Regions from separate parts of the Mus musculus genome. Here region 2 is linked to region 1. A link is a contact called in public Hi-C data. All regions are on one chromosome and are shown on one strand. Each heading gives the region's core, a stretch centred on a gene start, on an enhancer-like site or on the middle of the called end of the contact. The rest is flanking DNA. Distances are from core to core; before and after follow the strand shown.

What was found. A called contact is a pair of places that touch in the nucleus more often than the background predicts.
Region 2: a Hi-C map of rod photoreceptor shows a contact between it and region 1, with 3 times the contacts expected there. The contact joins the enhancer-like site here to the promoter of Rp1 in region 1. A contact is called at or near these places in 1 of 39 promoter capture datasets (liver), 2 of 484 Hi-C or Micro-C datasets (nephron progenitors and rod photoreceptor), 1 of 115 datasets of contacts at active chromatin or transcription factors (embryonic stem cells) and 1 of 9 other capture datasets (adipose tissue).

The regions. Positions count from the first base shown.
Region 1 is chr1:4,358,522-4,361,833 of GRCm38.p6, reverse strand. Rp1 (retinitis pigmentosa 1 (human)) reads left to right here and starts at 1,531. Exons shown (of 23, transcript NM_001370921.1): 1 at 1,531-1,634.
Region 2 is chr1:4,414,796-4,418,107 of GRCm38.p6, reverse strand. No RefSeq gene overlaps it. Among named protein-coding and RNA genes, the nearest start is that of Rp1, 56 kb to the right of the region's middle. Within about 2 kb of position 1,572, at least 2 of the 459 cell types and tissues checked have an H3K27ac peak or open chromatin away from gene starts, as enhancers often do. A contact at or near this core is called in rod photoreceptor, where this site is marked.

The sequences.
Region 1 (3,312 bases), core at 282-2,781:
TGCTGGCTTAGTACAAAGGTGCTGGTATGTTCTCCTCCAAGACATATGGTTTCACTAGCTCTGGATAGTTTGCTAGCCTTCCAGTATGAGGCATGATTTTCCTCTTATTAGTTAAGTCCAGTTAGAGAGCTGTAAAATCCAGAGAAACAGTTTTGTGTGTGTGTGTGTGTGTGTGTGTGTGTGTGTGTCAGTGTGTGAGATTATATTTTAGAAATGTCAGAGAAGCTACACACATGATGTCTCACCAACATGGCTGCACAAACATGACCTGAACTAGGACTACAAAAATAAACATTCTGACCTGGAAGGGAGAGAGCTTACAAAGCACAAACCATACACAGAAACTAAGACTAAGGCATGTTGAAAGTTTTCCCCCTGGGAATAACACACTATTTGATTATACTATAGCAGATGGTCATCCCTGAAAACATATACTTACCAGTAACATTATACAGCCTGAAGAGGTTATATTTAATATATTTAGGAACACACACACACATGTGCACACACACACACACACACACACACACACACACACACACACATGTAACAATGAAACAAAAAGAGGACATGAATTTGAAAGAGATCAAAGTGGGATAGATGGGAGGGGTTGGAGGGAGGAGCAGAAGGGGCAAATGATGTAATTATACTCGTCAAAGTTAAAAAAAATGAAAATCTAAACAGATAAAAAGAACAATCTCCCATCCAAAAGGATGATTCAGAGTCAGATAATTTTGTATCAGCAGCATACTTTTTTTTTACATAAATAAATGAGGTATACCTAATAAAAAATTGGAAAAAAAAATCTAGCGACTGCTGCACCCTGGGATCCATCCCATAATCAGCCTCCAAATGCAGACACCATTGCATACACCAGCAAGATTTTGCTGAAAGGACCCTGATATAGCTGTCTCTTGTGAGGCTATGCTGGTGCCTGGCAAACACAGAAGTGGATGCTCACAGTCAGCTATTGGATGGATCACAGGGCCCCCAATGGAGGAGCTAGAGAAAGCACCCAAGGAGCTAAAGGGGTTTGCAACCCTATAGGTGGAACAACAATATGAACTAACCAGTACCCCCAGAGCTTGTGTCTCTAGCTGCATATGTATCAGAAGATGGCCTAGTCAGCCATCATTAGGAAGAGAGGCTCCTTGGTCTTGCAAACTTTATCTGCCTCAGTACAGGGGAATGCCAGGACCAAGAAGTGGGAGGAGGTGGGTAGGGGAGCGTGGGGGTGGGGGGAGGGTATGAGGGACTTTCAGGATAGCGTTTGAAACGTAAATGAAGAAAATACCTAATAAAAACTGGAAAAAAATAACTGAGGTAATTAGAAGAGAGGTATCTGTGAGTTGAGTACTTTCTGCAGAAAATGATGCCCACAAAAGAGACAATCTAATAAGGACTCTTAATAGAGAGACTTCAGGGCTGTGGCACCCTTGAGGTGAGCTACTTCTGGAGATTAACATCACCTTGGATTAAATTAATTGGCTGTACTTAATCTGTGAGCACACATGCTAGTAATAAATCCAAAGACATTTGTTTACGTGAAACAAGCAGGTTGCATATCCAGTGACGTTTATACAGACCACACAAACTATTTACTCTTTTCTTCGTAAGGAAAGGTTCAACTTCTGGTAAGTACAAAACTATTTGAAATATTTCTCTTAAAAATATGGTATGCTCATTTTATTTTTGGCAATATCTTTCATATATAGAACACAAACCTCTGTTTTATCTTTAACCATTAGAACAATACATGCTATTAATAGTTATTGTCTGTTACTAAAATCTAACAGCAATCTTTGTAGCATGCTGATATTGATATAGGGAAAAGCTTTAGTGTTGGAAAATTGTGATTCCAGTTTAGTGAAATATAAGGAGAGTTTACTGTAGTTTTGCTTATAATAGCATTATATACTTATTATAGGAAACTACAATGCATTAAAGAACCTGCTTATAATTAAAAGGTTATGGCTACCACAACAACTAGTATATTTTTCTGCTGAGTATCTTTTCCCTCCTGCCCAACATGGCTATGGAAATTTGTGATGAAATGAATTAGTTTTGCTACAGTACCATGTGAATTGTTCCGAGAGTAAATATTTTCTCAGTAAATATTTGCTAGTTTTCTATACAATCTGTCTTCAACTTCCTGAATTCTTATCACATGGGAAAAATTAAATTGAAAATTGAATTAGTGAAAGGATATGTGTGTCTTTTAGGTCCATCATTTATTTTGCCAGATATATTGAGGCAACTGTTCAGGACAGAGTTAAAAGTGCTGTTGACTGAGGCCCATCACAAGGCAGGCAAGCATAGCCACAGCCAAACCTGGTGAACCAAAGTTAATATCTTTTCCTCCTTAATTTTGCAAAGTGTTCCTAATTGCTCCATTGTCTAACTTTTGGCAGCAGAATTTCTGAACACAGGAGGGAAGATACTGATAGCAAGCTAGCCCATCATCAGCAAACAATTTTAGTATACACTGTGCTGGAGGCAAATAAAATTTGTTATCTCCAGGGAGTTCGTCTGGAGGAAAGAAGCAGATCTCAAGATTCCAGTTTCCTTATTACCACTGTCTCTACTTATTCTCCAGAGTAAACTGAGTGCATTACTTAGTTTATTTTTTTAGCCAAGTCTAAAGTTTACTATTGCATTATTGTAATCTCATAGGAAATGTGTTTGAAAATGCTTATAAGAGAACCATCCGAAATTTCATTAATTTCACAAATTAAGAAAGAAGCTCAAATGGCAAATAGTACACTTTGCCATCAAGAGTTGGTGTTCACACAGCTGATCTTGCTTTTGTGAGGTGGCTCTGTGTTGCACTGGTTTCCCTTTCCTCCCGAGGGCATCCCTGCTACTCTGCATCTGGCATCAGAGCTTTCCATGAATTCCCTCTGGACAATGTTACCTTCTATTTGCTGCCTTCAATCTAGACTAGACATCCCATCTAGAGTATTTCCTTGGTACATCGGCACACCGTCAGTTCACTCCTGAATTGCACAATTAATGCTCCTGGATTCTTGGAGAGGTGCATGATTCCAACAGGCCAATGTCTGAGCCACTGCCTTGGAAAATGGCTTTTTGACTTTTTATTTATTGTTGGTGCTGATTCTTCATTACGTTTTGTGTTGTACCCACAGGGCTTACATTGCCATGGGCGCTTAAGCCTGACTTGCACAAGTGCAAAACCACATGGCTTCCTAAAACTTCCCATACTGACTTATTCCACTACTGTGTGTCTCAAGTCTTCCAGAGCATGGCAATCTTCAGCTTGTCCTTTGTGGATTAGGTTCAAAACAGGGCTGG
Region 2 (3,312 bases), core at 323-2,822, 56 kb before region 1:
TATGGAATATCCAGCCACTCCTTCTTATCTCTTTTCCTCCATCTCTTCCTTTTTCTTATTCCACTTCCCTTTTTATGTTGTCTGTCTAGCATGAGTTGAGTAGCCTGTCCCACACACTTCCACCACCATGATGTTCTCTGCCATTCTGTGGGGCTAGAACAACAGGGACAACAATTAGGGAGTAAAACCTCTGAAGTTATGGAATATTTGTTTAGATGTTTGTATTGGGTATTTTGTGAGATTTAAAATATGACTAGCATGCTTAATAATATTTACCCCTAATAAGTGTTTTGCTTCTGAAGGAAAAGATATCATTGCAGTTGGAAGCCAAGGAATACCATAAAGCCACACCCCACAACAAACCTCACACAAGAGATTTATGGGGAGGGAAAAACCCGGAAGGGTGGCTGCTGCTTCTAGGATGAGAAGGAGCAGAGAACTGAGCATAAGTCAGAGTTTTTATAGTGTTTCTTGGGCGCACAGACATTTTCAGGATGGAGATTTCCAGGACTTGCTGGGATCGAAAGTCCTGAGCTTGGTTTTTTAGTCTGGAAGGTGGGGCTGGCCCAGCTGTTAGGGCAGTTAGAGTGTTTTCTGAATGGAACATGGTGATGGAAGGCCTTGACCCTCGGAATCATAAATTGCATATCAGTTTACTTCAATTTTAGTTCGTTTTGTTACATTTTAGCAAAGCATTTACAGATTTTGGTAAATTTAAATATTTAGTGTTACCGAGGTTGACAACATTTGTGTGTATGTGCTCACATGCATGCATGTGTGTGTATATGCTCGTGAGCATGTGTATATATGTATGGGAGTGCAAGCTCACTTATGTGAGTGAGGGCATATACTTATCAAAGCATGTATCTAGAGGCCATAGAATAGTTGTGCGTTTTGATTTTTCTCCTTTCATGTGGAACAAAGTCTCTCTTTTGCCTTTAACTACTGAATATATTAGAGTAGCTGGCCCATGAGCTTCAGGGAATCTGCTGGTCTCTGCCTTGATCTTACTTTAAGAGTACTGAGATTGCAGATGTGCACTGCTGTGCTTGGCTTTACACGAGTTTTGGGAATCTTCTCTCTAGGTGATTAAGAGAGCTATGAAACTCATTTCTTGTATAAAGGTCTTGGGCCCAACCTCCCTGTGTCCACGATTCTTTGTCCAATACACAGGTGCACCAACGCGTGCAGGCCACAAGGTGGCGCTTTCAAAAAAGGTTTAACTCCTCATGTTCTGGACTCAACTGGAATTGGGAAGGAAAGGCAGACCATAGGAGGAAGCAGTCATATGTCAGGGTTTTTGCAGTATTGTGTTAGGCATAGTCATAACATAACTGGCTCTTGACCCTTTCTTGATTAGGATTGCTGTCATACTCAGCAGGTGTACAGCTGATGCAAAGCCATTGAAAATAATTGCTAGACTTGGTGTTACTATAAAAAGTCTAAAAAAGGGCTGATGAAAGTGAAGGGGAAATGCATAGGTTTATCTTCGCTGGTGTAGTGCATAATGAAGGGACTCAGGAGAGCTTGAGCCTGGCGAGCATGATTCTGGGAAGTCTTTCCCTTCTCCCTATTCCCTGTGCCTTGTTAAAAATTATATGTATGAGAGTGTAAGCTCACTTATGTGAGTGAAGGCATGCATGTATCATACATACATTTAGATTACATTCCTAAAGCTAGCCACCAAGGTCTAGTCCCTTATATGGACATTTCCTCCTTTTTAGGCTGACTACCAACATCCAAAGTATTAAAGTATTAAAGTCCAGCAATCCAAAGCCCCCTTTGGCTCACCTAATAACATGCCCAGTTAAAATCTAACAACTCATCCTAACTCATGGTTTCCCCATGTACCTTTATAAACTGCCATTTTCCTATGTGCCATGTCTGTCTGTCTAACCAGAGGCTGTCCTTTGTTCCCCTCCTGGACAAATACACCTTTCCTTCTCTCCCTTCTTCCCTTCACCCTTGCCCTGTATCTCCTTTATTCCCTGCCCTCTGTCCCTCTAGGGCAAATAAATCTCCTTTGTGCTGAGAACTTGGTCTTGGGGGTCCCGAGCCTATACCATTTCTTACACATTGCACTGGATGCATTGCATTGCAACAATGAATGCTGGAAGAAGAGGGCTGGTGTGTATCGCAGACAGTGCAATAATGAACATAATGGTAATGGCTACCACAGTGTCCTGTCACACAGCATGACTCAGTGTGTGTCTACCAGCAGTCACACTGTTGTTGCTTGTCCAGATGCGGAGCTCCAGCCAGTTTCTGTCAAGTCAACTTTGTCACTAAGCATCATGTTCATGTACTATCCAACCTTCTCCCCCATCTGAGGTTTTGCTTTCTATGATCAATTGTGGTCCAGACATATTTAACGGAAGATTCCAGAAATGGACAGCTCAGAAATTTAAAGTTGCACAGTGCTCTGAATTGTAATTTAAATTTAACTTTGCTGCATCCTGATCCACCCCATCCCATTTGGAACGTCATTCATTCTTATGTACTGCTGTGCATTCAGCACTTAGGAGTTCTCTGTAGGGAGCACCCACGTGTACCAGGCTGGCTCTGGCAGTATCATGATACCTGTGCTCAAGTAATCTCTGTTTGTTAATAAAAATTCCAAAGTGCAAAAGTGGTGATGGTGTGGGCAATTTTGTTATAGAATGTTGTAACTGGTCATTTTATTGTTATTATAAATCTTTTACTGTGAATGATTAATACATTTCATTAAAGCTATATCTAAATATGAAACAAAAAATGCCATAGAATATGTGGATTTGACCCTGTTCATGGTTTCAGGTATCTACTGATCTGGGCTTGGTATATCTCCTCCAGTTAAGGGAGAATTGTTTGGAAATTGATAAAGCCAAACTCTTGATGCAGGAAACAAAGAGGATCAATTTGCAATCTGTCATAAACTTCTTATTCTGTTGCCTTTGCGCATGGCTACATTTCACAGGTTTGTTCATGTATGTCCTAAGGTATTTAATACTTAAAATGAGACATCCATTACAGGCACTGTATACTTAGACTCAGTGCTATGTGGTGGTTATGTGCATCCTTCTAGGCCAGTGAAACATCACATTACAAGCACTGTATATTTAGATTCGGTGTTACATAATGGTTAAATGTGTCCTTCTGGAGCAGACTGCCCCAGTTTCCTCATCTGCTAATGGATAATGATGTAAAGGTTTGTCATTGTGGATGTCAGACAGTGCATTGAGGTCCATACTGTGTGCTCTGGGCTGTAGGACAGGAAGCCCATACAGAAGGAAGTATAGTTTGCTCCTCATCACACCCAGGAAGTACCATTGC